3 separate regions of the Mus musculus genome follow, and regions 1 and 3 are each linked to region 2. Evidence: chromatin contacts called from public Hi-C data. All regions are on one chromosome and are shown on one strand. Each heading gives the region's core, a stretch centred on a gene start, on an enhancer-like site or on the middle of the called end of the contact. The rest is flanking DNA. Distances are from core to core; before and after follow the strand shown. Region 1 has its middle 310 kb from the start of Kif16b. Region 2 overlaps Macrod2 (mono-ADP ribosylhydrolase 2). Region 3 overlaps Macrod2 (mono-ADP ribosylhydrolase 2).

Region 1 (3,516 bases), core at 965-3,464, 340 kb after region 2:
ACTATTTGCAGTTGAGCAACTAATTAAAACACAAGCACCACCACTGAATACCTACTATGCACCAAGCCTAACAATTGGTCCTTTGTACATATAATTTCATTAAAAAGTCACAGCAATTCTATAGCTTAGAGATAATTAGGGTGAGATGGGTTAAATGTCCTGTTGGATGCTTCAGGTTGAATGTATTTGCCAGGATTTCTGGGTCTTTCTGAATCTAAAGCACTGTCATCTTGTTGCTTTGCCATGTCCTCTCCCAAAAGCAGGCAACATACCTAAAGCCTGTGTCCAAACCTTAGTTTATCACCCAACCCCAGCTCAGTCCGGCAGTTGTTTTATAGACAGGTAACACTATCAGATCATGACTCTGGTTGCTCAGCCTCTAGTTTTCAGAGAAAATAAACATAGAATGATTTCTCCTTCCAGTGACAGTTCTCATGTGTCCATCCGTGTCATGGAAGACACTTTGAGCATAAATGAGAAAAATCTACCTATAAGGAACGTGTTCATTGGGATAAATCAAAATTTCAAGTCCATTGGCTATTGGGTTCCAATGATCATACACTGAATGGGTGCGCCAACTTAGACCTCCCCATGAATCAATGGCATCTTTCCAATGCTGCTGATAAAGGGTTTGTGGTTCCAGCCAACCTTAGCTCTAAAGGCAAGAAACTCTTGAACAAATATGGCTGGGAGCATGAGCTTTTTTCCATGTTTCCCCTATTTGGTCCTTCCTTCCTCTGAAAAGGGCTAAATAGGTGACAGAAAGCACTCGGAGACTAAATCGGAAACCAAGACAGATGTAGTGTAGGAAGCCAAGCTGGTGCATTGTCAAAGTCTCACAGAGGTGCAGCTTCAACCTAGCTTCAGGGACTCTAGACGATATGTGCAATGGTGGCCCTACTCAGGGAGAGGAGACATGAATTCTAAACTGCTTCCAGTTCTGTGAAGCAAGCCCTGATAGACCAAGAGACAGCCAGTGACACATAGCTATAAGTGCGAGTCCTTAGAAGTAGGAGAACACACCAAGCCTGAGAGGAGAGCAGGTACCTAAGGTGATTGGGTTTCTAAAACAGAAATGCTTCTCTTTTTGTGTCACTTTTGTCATTTATGCAAACCTATAATGTTTGCCACAAGGTCAGGTACTGGATAAATAATACCACCCGAATGTCTCACTGACTCTACTTGATGAGGCCCACAGGCACAACTTGCCAGCCGGGTTGGTTCCTGAAGACTGATTTCACTCTAGTTGCTTTTTCTGGCTGGTATGGTGTTTATTGCCCATGATAGTCAGACCACAATGCTCTTTGGGAATTGTAACACATGTGATCTGGAGCCCCTGATTAAAAGAATGGATCCCCTTTTTGGGAAGTCTCCTCTCTCAGGGTCAGAAATAGATGATTCTTGCCTGGATCTACTGGCACAGGTCTGTAATCTTGGTTCCTTGGGAAACTGAAGTAGGAGGAGATCAAGATCAAGCCCTGTTCTGAGATAAATAGTAGTTCTGGCTAGCCTGGGGAAGTACAGAACACTGGGTCTAAAAAAGAACAGTGAAAGAGCTGGGCACTTAGTAGAGACTTGCCTAGCTTGTATGAAATACTGGTTTAAACTACAATAAACACACACCCAGGTACATGAATGCATGATCAAGCACACACACACACACACACACACACACACACACACACACACACACACACTAAACAAATAAATAGCTAATTAAATAAGTAATATAAATTAAATGAGAAGAGAGTCTGCACTTGCTACGGGTTGCTCTCTAAGCAGGTTATTAGCAGAGAATTCAGCCTTCAGGGCTGAGTTCTCAATCAGTGATACCACTGGGCTTCCAGAAGGACTTGCCAGCCCCTAATCTTTGTCTCCCTGTAAACAAACACTTGCCCTTTTCAAGTTTCACTGATTCATCCTCCTTCCCTAAGGCCAAGGGAGTCCTTGGAATGACCCAGCCTGGGTCCATGAGAGGGTTTATTCTCTTTGTGCCTGGAGTCCTATCCCAGAGCCCCCAGGCAGCAGTTTCCTCCTTAGGGAGCCAAGGACACCCTCGGGAGCAATGAGGCCTGGGCCTGGTTTAATTAACCTTTGTTAACAATCAGTTCCTTGAAGGAGCCACCCTCTGTGACTAATCCTCTATGTTCTGATGGTGCTTTGCTCCAAAGCCACCTTCTCTATACATCTGCTCACAAGAGGGGCATCTTCTCTCTGTGCCTGGCAGCCCCTTTGGTCACACTACTGCAGGGCTCCATTGTCTGGGCTGCTGTCATCCTGGAATTAATCTGAAAGTGGTCTCTTTGACAACAGAGGCAGCAAATATCGGATTCAATTTGCTTTCACCCAAGATTTCCCAGGAGTCATGGCGAATGAGATAATCGATGGTGATTATGAGGCTTGGCCTGCCTCACTGAGCCCGCGTGTTAAAAGGAGGGAGAGTTTCTGCTCCGGTGCTCGCCCAAGTCAGGTGCTAATTCCGGCAGATCCATTACCTTTCTCAGCGCCTCTAAACCATATGTGCTGCAATAATCATGCTGGGTAGGTAAGGCGATCAGTCCTCCCGCCTAAGCAAAGAGGATTCATTCTTTTTGCTTCTCTTCACATTCCACAACAACAACAACAACAAAAATGTTCTGAGCATCTGGTGCAGAAGTGAGTAGGCTGTTCGAACCAATGATGCCGAAGAGATTTAATTTAACTGGGCTAAACTTTCCTTGTCTCAGCTGGAGAGACTAGTCAATGGCTTAGCCACTAATCCAATCAAAAGAAAGCATTAAATTACTTGTCGATGCCATCTTAACCCTGAGAAGACTGTTTTCAGCTTGGCTGATCATTCTAAAAGACCTCGGCATCCAGGGAAGAAACGCAGAGCAAATGACTGAGGAGCGGGAGACATCTTCCAGATGCCTCTCGCCCCTCCTTGTGTCTGTGTCTCTCTTTCTTGCTTCTTTTAGTTTTATTCAGAACAGCTGTTCAGGGGTGCCCCTTGACTATGTACATTTGTACAGAGGAAGTAGCTGAAGATGCAGAAGGGACGGCATAGCAGTTACCTATTTCTGCATAACAAATTATCTGGCTCTCCCAGATGGAGCAGCTGGAGAGAGCAAGTATATATAATCTCATGGGTCCTGAGGTCAGGAACCCAGGAGTATCTTAGCCATGGGGTGCTGGCTAACTTTCCCTCAAGGCTGTGATCAGAAAATCAGCCATGCCTGCCACCATCTCTTGTTGTTACCAGTAGTTAGTTACTGCTTTAACTGAAAACCAGAACTCTTTGCTTGGACCCTCAAGCTAACTAAGGGCAAGATAAAAGCCTGGCATCTCAGCTTTCATTTTATATTTGTCTCCTTTTATATTTTTTTCTTTTCCTTTTTCTTCCAGTTTTTCTTTTAGATGGGTCTCACTAGATAACCCTGGCAGGCTATGAACTTGAACCAATCTTTCTTCCTCAAGTTCTGAGATCACAGTCATGCCTCATTAAGCTGGTCTATATCTGTCTCTTTTACTTTGGGA
Region 2 (3,262 bases), core at 319-2,818:
GCATGAGGGTCTGAGTTCAAATCTCCATCACCTGTGCAAACAGCTGGACATTGCCACACTGACTGTACAGGGTCAGGGACAGGAGAATCATTGGAGTTTGCTGACTACCAGTCTAGCTGCAGATTCAGTGAGAGACATTACATCAGGGGACTAAGACAAAGAGTGATATAGCAGGACGCCTGGAATCCTCTTCTAGCTCTGACCACCTTCATGGGTACCCTTATCTGCACATCCATGTACAGATTTACTACATATCACACACACACACACACCTGTGCATACAAGTAGGACTATATACAAGTACCTACAATATACACAAAAGTGTCAACACTTAGTAAGAAATAACAGAAAAACATACCATATATATTACTCAACTATTATCAGTTACTTTCATCAATAATAATGCCAAAAGTTCTCCTGACTTCTAGTTACTTACAAGAAGGTTTTTGGTTTTGGTTTTGGTTTTTCTCATGCTCATGGGAACCTGAGTCTGCAGGTTGTAGGTTGGTCACCTGATCAACTAGATTGGCTAGGATCGGCTAGGTGGTTCCATTTTGAGATGTGAATTCCTTAATCTTGTCCTCACTCTACTCTGGGTCGAAGGCTGTTCTACCTACTTCTTGTCCTCCGTCAACCAGCACCTGACAAAGCGTCTTCTTCCCCATGGCAGACGGTGGAAGCACAAGACACATGTCCAGCTCTGCAGCACATTGAAGTACTGCTGGTCTTATCCACTTGTCTTTAATTGTCCAGGTCAAGCAGCTAAGTCCAACGTCAGGGACGTGAGCTTCCTACTCTCCGACGGAGGACACTGACAAACAGTTATACCGTAGACCAAGAATTTAATCTGTGAACTGCTGTATCTGAACTGATTTGCTTGTGTCTAAAATTCCGGAGACCAGAGTAAGAAAAGGTAACAGCGTGCCAGCGATCAGTACACGTCAGCCCGCTGGCCCAGCAGTAGCCAGGGACTTACCCTGATTGATTTCCCTTCCCTATTTCCGTTTCTATGCATAGCTGTGGAAAGAAGTAAAAATATCAAGATAACACCTTCAGGCCATAATGCTGGGATTCCGCCTTGCCATCTCTCTCAATAGAGAATTAAACACGCACAGAATTCCTGTCACAGCCCAGCGGTGACAGATCCCTTCTTTGAGAATGAATTTATTCTGCAGGCAAAAACTCTCATATTATTCATGTAAACTTCATGGAATGTGTTCTTGCAAATAGCACATGCTTAATAAATATGGTTTAAAAGATAGATGGTCAGAAATAATACTAAAAACACCGGGAAGGAGACAACAGAAAAATTCTTGCTGGTTATTCTGCTTTTTAGGGTGGGAAAATAAAACGCCACATCACACACTACACAAAAGCCATGGAAGTGTATTATCACAAGTGGATAGATGTTCCTACATGTGCAGTAGCTGGGAAACTCTAGCTTCTGTGGGACATTTATTTTTCAGCTAACAAAATAGCCCAGTGCTTCCCTGTAGGTAGGTATTGCTTCACATTTATTGTAACCCTTTTAAAGTCCCTTCTAGAAACCACAAGTTTATATGCCCTACCCCACTTAACTTTTTATTCTTTATATGTTTCCTGTGAAGATAGACAGATTGAGCTGCTCCTTACCAAACACTTATTGGTAACCGGGTAATGAGAGTCCGTGTGGTGTCTTCCTCTCCCTCCACCTCCACCCCACGCATACACCGGCAGAGGCCCACTTTTTCAGTAAGAACTCACTCGGTGGAAGCATTTAAAATGGATGGAAAGATAGAACGCAGCCAGAATGTCCTTCTAAAAGACAGTGAAATGCATGCTAATCTAATTGCCCAAGAGTGCACGGTGGGCTTTGAGAGCAAGTCTTCTGCATTGGCGCCCCCTGCTGGATTTGAGCGTGAATTGTCTCTGAAATTGAAAACGTACCTTTACAGCTGAGGGCATGCTACTCAAGTGGCAAACCCAGCCTACTTCTAGAATACCTTTCTTCCAAGATAAACATGCGAAGTGATTCCTAAGCTGGCTTCCCAAGAGCAGAAATACTCACGTAGAAAATTACAGCTGAAACTCAAAATAGGGAAGAAAAACGTGCCCCTGGGATGTTTGTTAGGGAGATCTATGACCTGCATGGGAAGGCAGAGGAAATCCTGGGTGAGCTGCTGAGTAAACCCCTGTATAAGAGCACTGCATCTGGGCATCTGAATGTGAATTTCTTTTTAACTGCCAGAAACAGTTCCTTACATTCCTAAGACTTGTTTCCTTCTCTGACTGTATTCTCCAGTTAAGGATCCTCTCTGTCTCTGTCGTAGTCACACTAGAAGGGACATAGGAACCAGACTAATTTTAAAGGCAGCCTGTCACCTACAGACTTCAGACCTTTTGTGAAATCTACATTATGAAGTCTGTCTGTTCGAGGAAAGCTGGCAGATCTTCTCCTGCTTGTTCAGTCCATTTGGTAGGGAGGAAGGGAAGAAATAATTGGCTAAATTTTTGGCACGTGTTCTCGAACCAGCTTGGCCTTATTAAGGGAACAAGAACAACCGTGATGGCTATTTCCTCCCAAGAACAAAAATCAGTGCTGTCATCCTCATGAAGATTCTCAACAGCAGGTGCTGTGTGGTGCTGTTAAATATGTCACTTACTGCAGTGGATTTAAAGACACACCGAGAAGTCCCTAGCTTCTCATATTCAAAATTGCTCTGTTCTCCGCAAGCTGAACAAACGGAGTAGATCCTGTACATACTCAGGTATTAATTGACTGCAGTCTTGTTCACAGTGGATGCTGTCCGGTGGATTGCTTTCAGAGTATCTTGGTAATGGGTCTCTCCAAGTTCTAGGGTTGTTGTTTTATCTCTGCTAGTCAAGCCCCCCTCCCCGCCCTCGGGGAGGATTCTCATACGTCTGCTTTTGCATGAAGAACAGGTAGCAAAACAGCCCATGCCTACCTTCCCAGCACTCAGGAGATACAATCGTGAAAACTGCAAGGTCAAGGCCAGACTGGACACAGAGTGAAACCCTGTCTCAAAGCTCAAATCAAACCAAACCAGAAAAGAATGAGCAGCACCAAGGGGTGGCACTGAAAACACAGTAAGATCATAAGTGTTGGTAACTTAGGCCTACTTGTGGGCCAGGGATGGAGAGGGCACGGCAGTCTTTCTGCTCTGGGACATTGGCTAAGGTGGCAACTCTGCATCCTACAAGCAGCTGGGATGGACTAGAAGATGCAACACTGTCTCCCTAATGGGTCTTGCTTCCTCACAGC
Region 3 (3,284 bases), core at 679-3,178, 260 kb before region 2:
TGCTCTGAGTAATGAAAATGATCATTGAAAAAAAAGTGATAAATACAGAGTATAGTCAGAATTTTTGCAGAGCATAGGATAAAATGGGAAGAAGTGGGAGAAGGATTTAAAACTAAATTTATATGCTTGCTTGTTTCCCAGTTGATTAACTGTTTGGAAAGTCTGGGAGTTGTGGACTTGTTAGAGAAAGTGTGTCATCTCAGAGTAGGTAGGCTTCAAGATTTCAAAAGCCAATGGCAGGCCAGTGGCTCTCTGCCCGCAGCCTGTGGATCTGGATGTAAAGCTTTCAGCTACTGCATCAGCACCATGCCTGCCTTCATGCTGCCAAGCTCCCCACCATGGTGATATGGACTAAACCTCTGAAAATGTCAGCAAGCCCCCCCCCAAAAAAATCCTTTCTTTTCTAAGAGTTGCCTTGGTCTTGGTGTTGATTTGCATCAATAGAACTGTAACTGAGACAATAGGCCTCCCCAGAGGGTTCCCTGGAGCTGAGACAGTAGGATGCAGATGAATCAGGCAGGATTCAGGGGAGAAGAAGTCTGGGAAGGAGGTATTTGTGCTTATGGGGAGCTGGAAACTCTTTAAAATGGTTTAGTAACTAAATAATAAAGTATCATTATGCTTATCAGATCCTAACCCATCCATCCCATCATCTCCCTTCCAAGTTGATTTGGGAGATATTCTCTGACTCCACGTCAATTGTGACATTTTGCCATAATAATCATTAACACCTTGAACTGAAACATTTTTGCCACCTTTTTTTTCTCCTCACCAAATTTTGAATTTCTCGTTTTGAATCCTTGTGGTCTTCAAATGGTATGTAGCTCAACAGTACCTGTTGATAATGCGTATTTGTTTGAGGGGCTATGCATGTATACTTGAATATGAGTGTGTGTGTGTGTGTGTATGTGTGTGTGTGTGTTTGAATATTCCATAATATCTAACACAAATTGGTTATATACATTGAATACTTAAGGCATACAGTATTTTTCCCAAATGGAGAACACAGATGCTTGCAGTAGGCCAAAGCCATCCGTGACCTCACCGTTACTTTCAGCTTAATAGCAGAAGCTCCTCCTTTGACAAGCAGCGATTAATTCGGTTTCTGAGGACTTATAGGAAATGGAGGCACATGCACGCTGGTTTTAGTGTTCTGCCCTGCTCTAGATAAGAAAGCATGCAGCAAAATGCACACGTGCCTCCTCATGAGCTGTAAAAAGCATATTTCAGAATTGTCAACCATGCATGCCTATTTTTTTTTTTATCTAGGCATTTTTATTTATCTTCCTTACAGGCCCTGAAAGCTTATGCCTATAAATTAGGAATGTACTAACTAGTTCTTCAAACTATGGCACCCAGGATATTTTATTGATCTCATAATTTACTGGATCTTTTGGTTAATTACAGTACAGCTTGCTTGGTATGCTTTTCAGGTCAGCTGCCAGCATAAATATGTAACCTCGGTTTTCATTTCCCTTACAGTTCTGATAGTCTCCCATGAGGTCAAAGGTATAATAGCTACAATACCCAGGGTATCTAACATATTTAATTAAACTATTAATCTACTTTTATCTTTGACTCTAGAATGCCAGATAGATTGAACCCTAAGAGTTATCCAATGAGTTAACTTCGATTGGGCTGCTCAACCTATATCTTTAAGAATATACCACCAGTATCTCTCTTAAAACATTTTTTTTTAATTTTCAATGTGGCAAGAATTACTGTAGCAGCCAACAAGAATCCATATCCCTCAAGATGATTCATGCATTTGCTTCCTGATGCAGTATGTGACTAAGACACTTTATTAAGATAAAACACACCGAAGCTCGCTAAAAGACTGAAAGTTGTTACAGTCCTGTAAGGCCGATTATTTTAAAAGTGTGTGGACAGTCATTAGAATGGAAGTTATCTTTGTTACATAACCCATGTGAGTTCACTAAGGACAAACTTGTAACCTCTTGTGGCAGCAATGACATTTTAAGTGGTCAGGCCTCTGTGTGTGTTCATTATCACAGTGGAGCTTGGAAAGGAAACTTGAGCCTCTGCAAATGTGTGTATCCACAAACCTTTAATTAGGTTAGCAAAACACTCATACGTGTGTCCATTTTTTCCCCTGTTGTGTATAAACTGGTAATAATCTACTTTGTATGTTATTCCGGTAAGGAAGCAATTTGATGGTTTGACTTTATTTCCTGTGCTCGTTTTAGACTTGGTTGGTATTTGATTATGTAAAAACTTTCAGGTTAGATTTCTTTCACTTTAAATCCTTAATAAAAAAAACCAACCTGCTTGCAACATTTTTTATTCCTCTTATATTAAAGAAAGCTGCATCCTCTTTGCTTCCACAAAAGCTATATAAACATGACACCAGAACCTTCTAACGAATGTTCCTGGCTTTCGTTTTAACAATGATTAAGAGTGATGTGCGTCATGCATTTGAACATTCCACTTAAAAATCAATTTAGACAGGCAATGCCCATGCAAATATTGATTATAAAGCCACAGTGTTTCTAGCAAGTTAGATTGCTATTGTGGGCTAAAATCCAGAAATCTGTTTTTCTTTCATACTTTTATAAAAAGTTGAACCAAAAACCAAGTCCTTTTTTTCAGATAGGTCGTATATTTTTCAAATGCCCATGGGCCTGAAATTTAATTTAGAAACTCAGCATATAGCCCTGCCACCCACCTCTAGTCAAAATAATCAAAAGCACAGCTCTTTTACATGCAGAGAGCAGTCAAAGCTGCATATTTCACTTTATTTTATTATATTTTAACATTTTGCATTGCATTTGCCCTGAGAACTCCGAGTATCTTGCTAAATGCAAGCAGCTCCCTCGAAACCAAGTCATTTCAAGTGACATTTTCTGGCTTGTGTTCAGCATCCTGTGTATCAGAGCCAGAAGTTTATAATTCGAGAGGCTGCAGATCTCACTTATTTGTCATGATTAGCTGTTTCTATCTGCCCTTCGACTGGATGCTGAGCTCAAACACTGAAGCATATATGAAAAGTCAGTTCCAGGTTTAACACCAACTAAAGACAGTGAAGAAACTGAGAGAGATGTGTTGCATCTCTCCATTTGAAGGGGTACAGTCTGGGTCAAACGTTTAAGTGAGCACTAACTATTTGAACAATATAAAATTATAATGGATTACTTTGTAACATCTGGCCCGTGCTACGACTTCAAGATTACAATTATGGGTTTTAAAAGTAATTGTCCATCGTACCAATATGTACAGTGAGTTTCACACAAACATTTCTCTGTGACATGTGACACGTAAATATT

Evidence for each region. Hi-C and Micro-C count contacts between places; a contact is called where the count stands out from the background.
Region 1: a contact with region 2 is called in a Hi-C map of the N1E-115 cell line, with 4 times the contacts expected there. The contact joins two enhancer-like sites. A contact is called at or near these places in 6 of 484 Hi-C or Micro-C datasets (the HL-1 cell line, the N1E-115 cell line, cerebral cortex and 2 more).
Region 3: a contact with region 2 is called in a Hi-C map of the N1E-115 cell line, with 3 times the contacts expected there. The contact joins two enhancer-like sites. A contact is called at or near these places in 4 of 484 Hi-C or Micro-C datasets (the N1E-115 cell line, cerebellar granule neurons, cerebellum and 1 more).

Annotation. Positions count from the first base shown.
Region 1 is chr2:142,587,582-142,591,097 of GRCm38.p6, forward strand. No RefSeq gene overlaps it. Among named protein-coding and RNA genes, the nearest start is that of Kif16b, 310 kb to the right of the region's middle. Within about 2 kb of position 2,215, at least 26 of the 459 cell types and tissues checked have an H3K27ac peak or open chromatin away from gene starts, as enhancers often do. A contact at or near this core is called in the N1E-115 cell line, where this site is marked.
Region 2 is chr2:142,252,248-142,255,509 of GRCm38.p6, forward strand. The region is part of intron 11 of Macrod2 (mono-ADP ribosylhydrolase 2); the gene reads left to right. Among named protein-coding and RNA genes, the nearest start is that of Gm25583, 610 kb to the left of the region's middle. Within about 2 kb of position 1,569, at least 20 of the 459 cell types and tissues checked have an H3K27ac peak or open chromatin away from gene starts, as enhancers often do. A contact at or near this core is called in the N1E-115 cell line, where this site is marked.
Region 3 is chr2:141,995,478-141,998,761 of GRCm38.p6, forward strand. The region is part of intron 8 of Macrod2 (mono-ADP ribosylhydrolase 2); the gene reads left to right. Among named protein-coding and RNA genes, the nearest start is that of Gm25583, 360 kb to the left of the region's middle. Within about 2 kb of position 1,929, at least 7 of the 459 cell types and tissues checked have an H3K27ac peak or open chromatin away from gene starts, as enhancers often do. A contact at or near this core is called in the N1E-115 cell line, where this site is marked.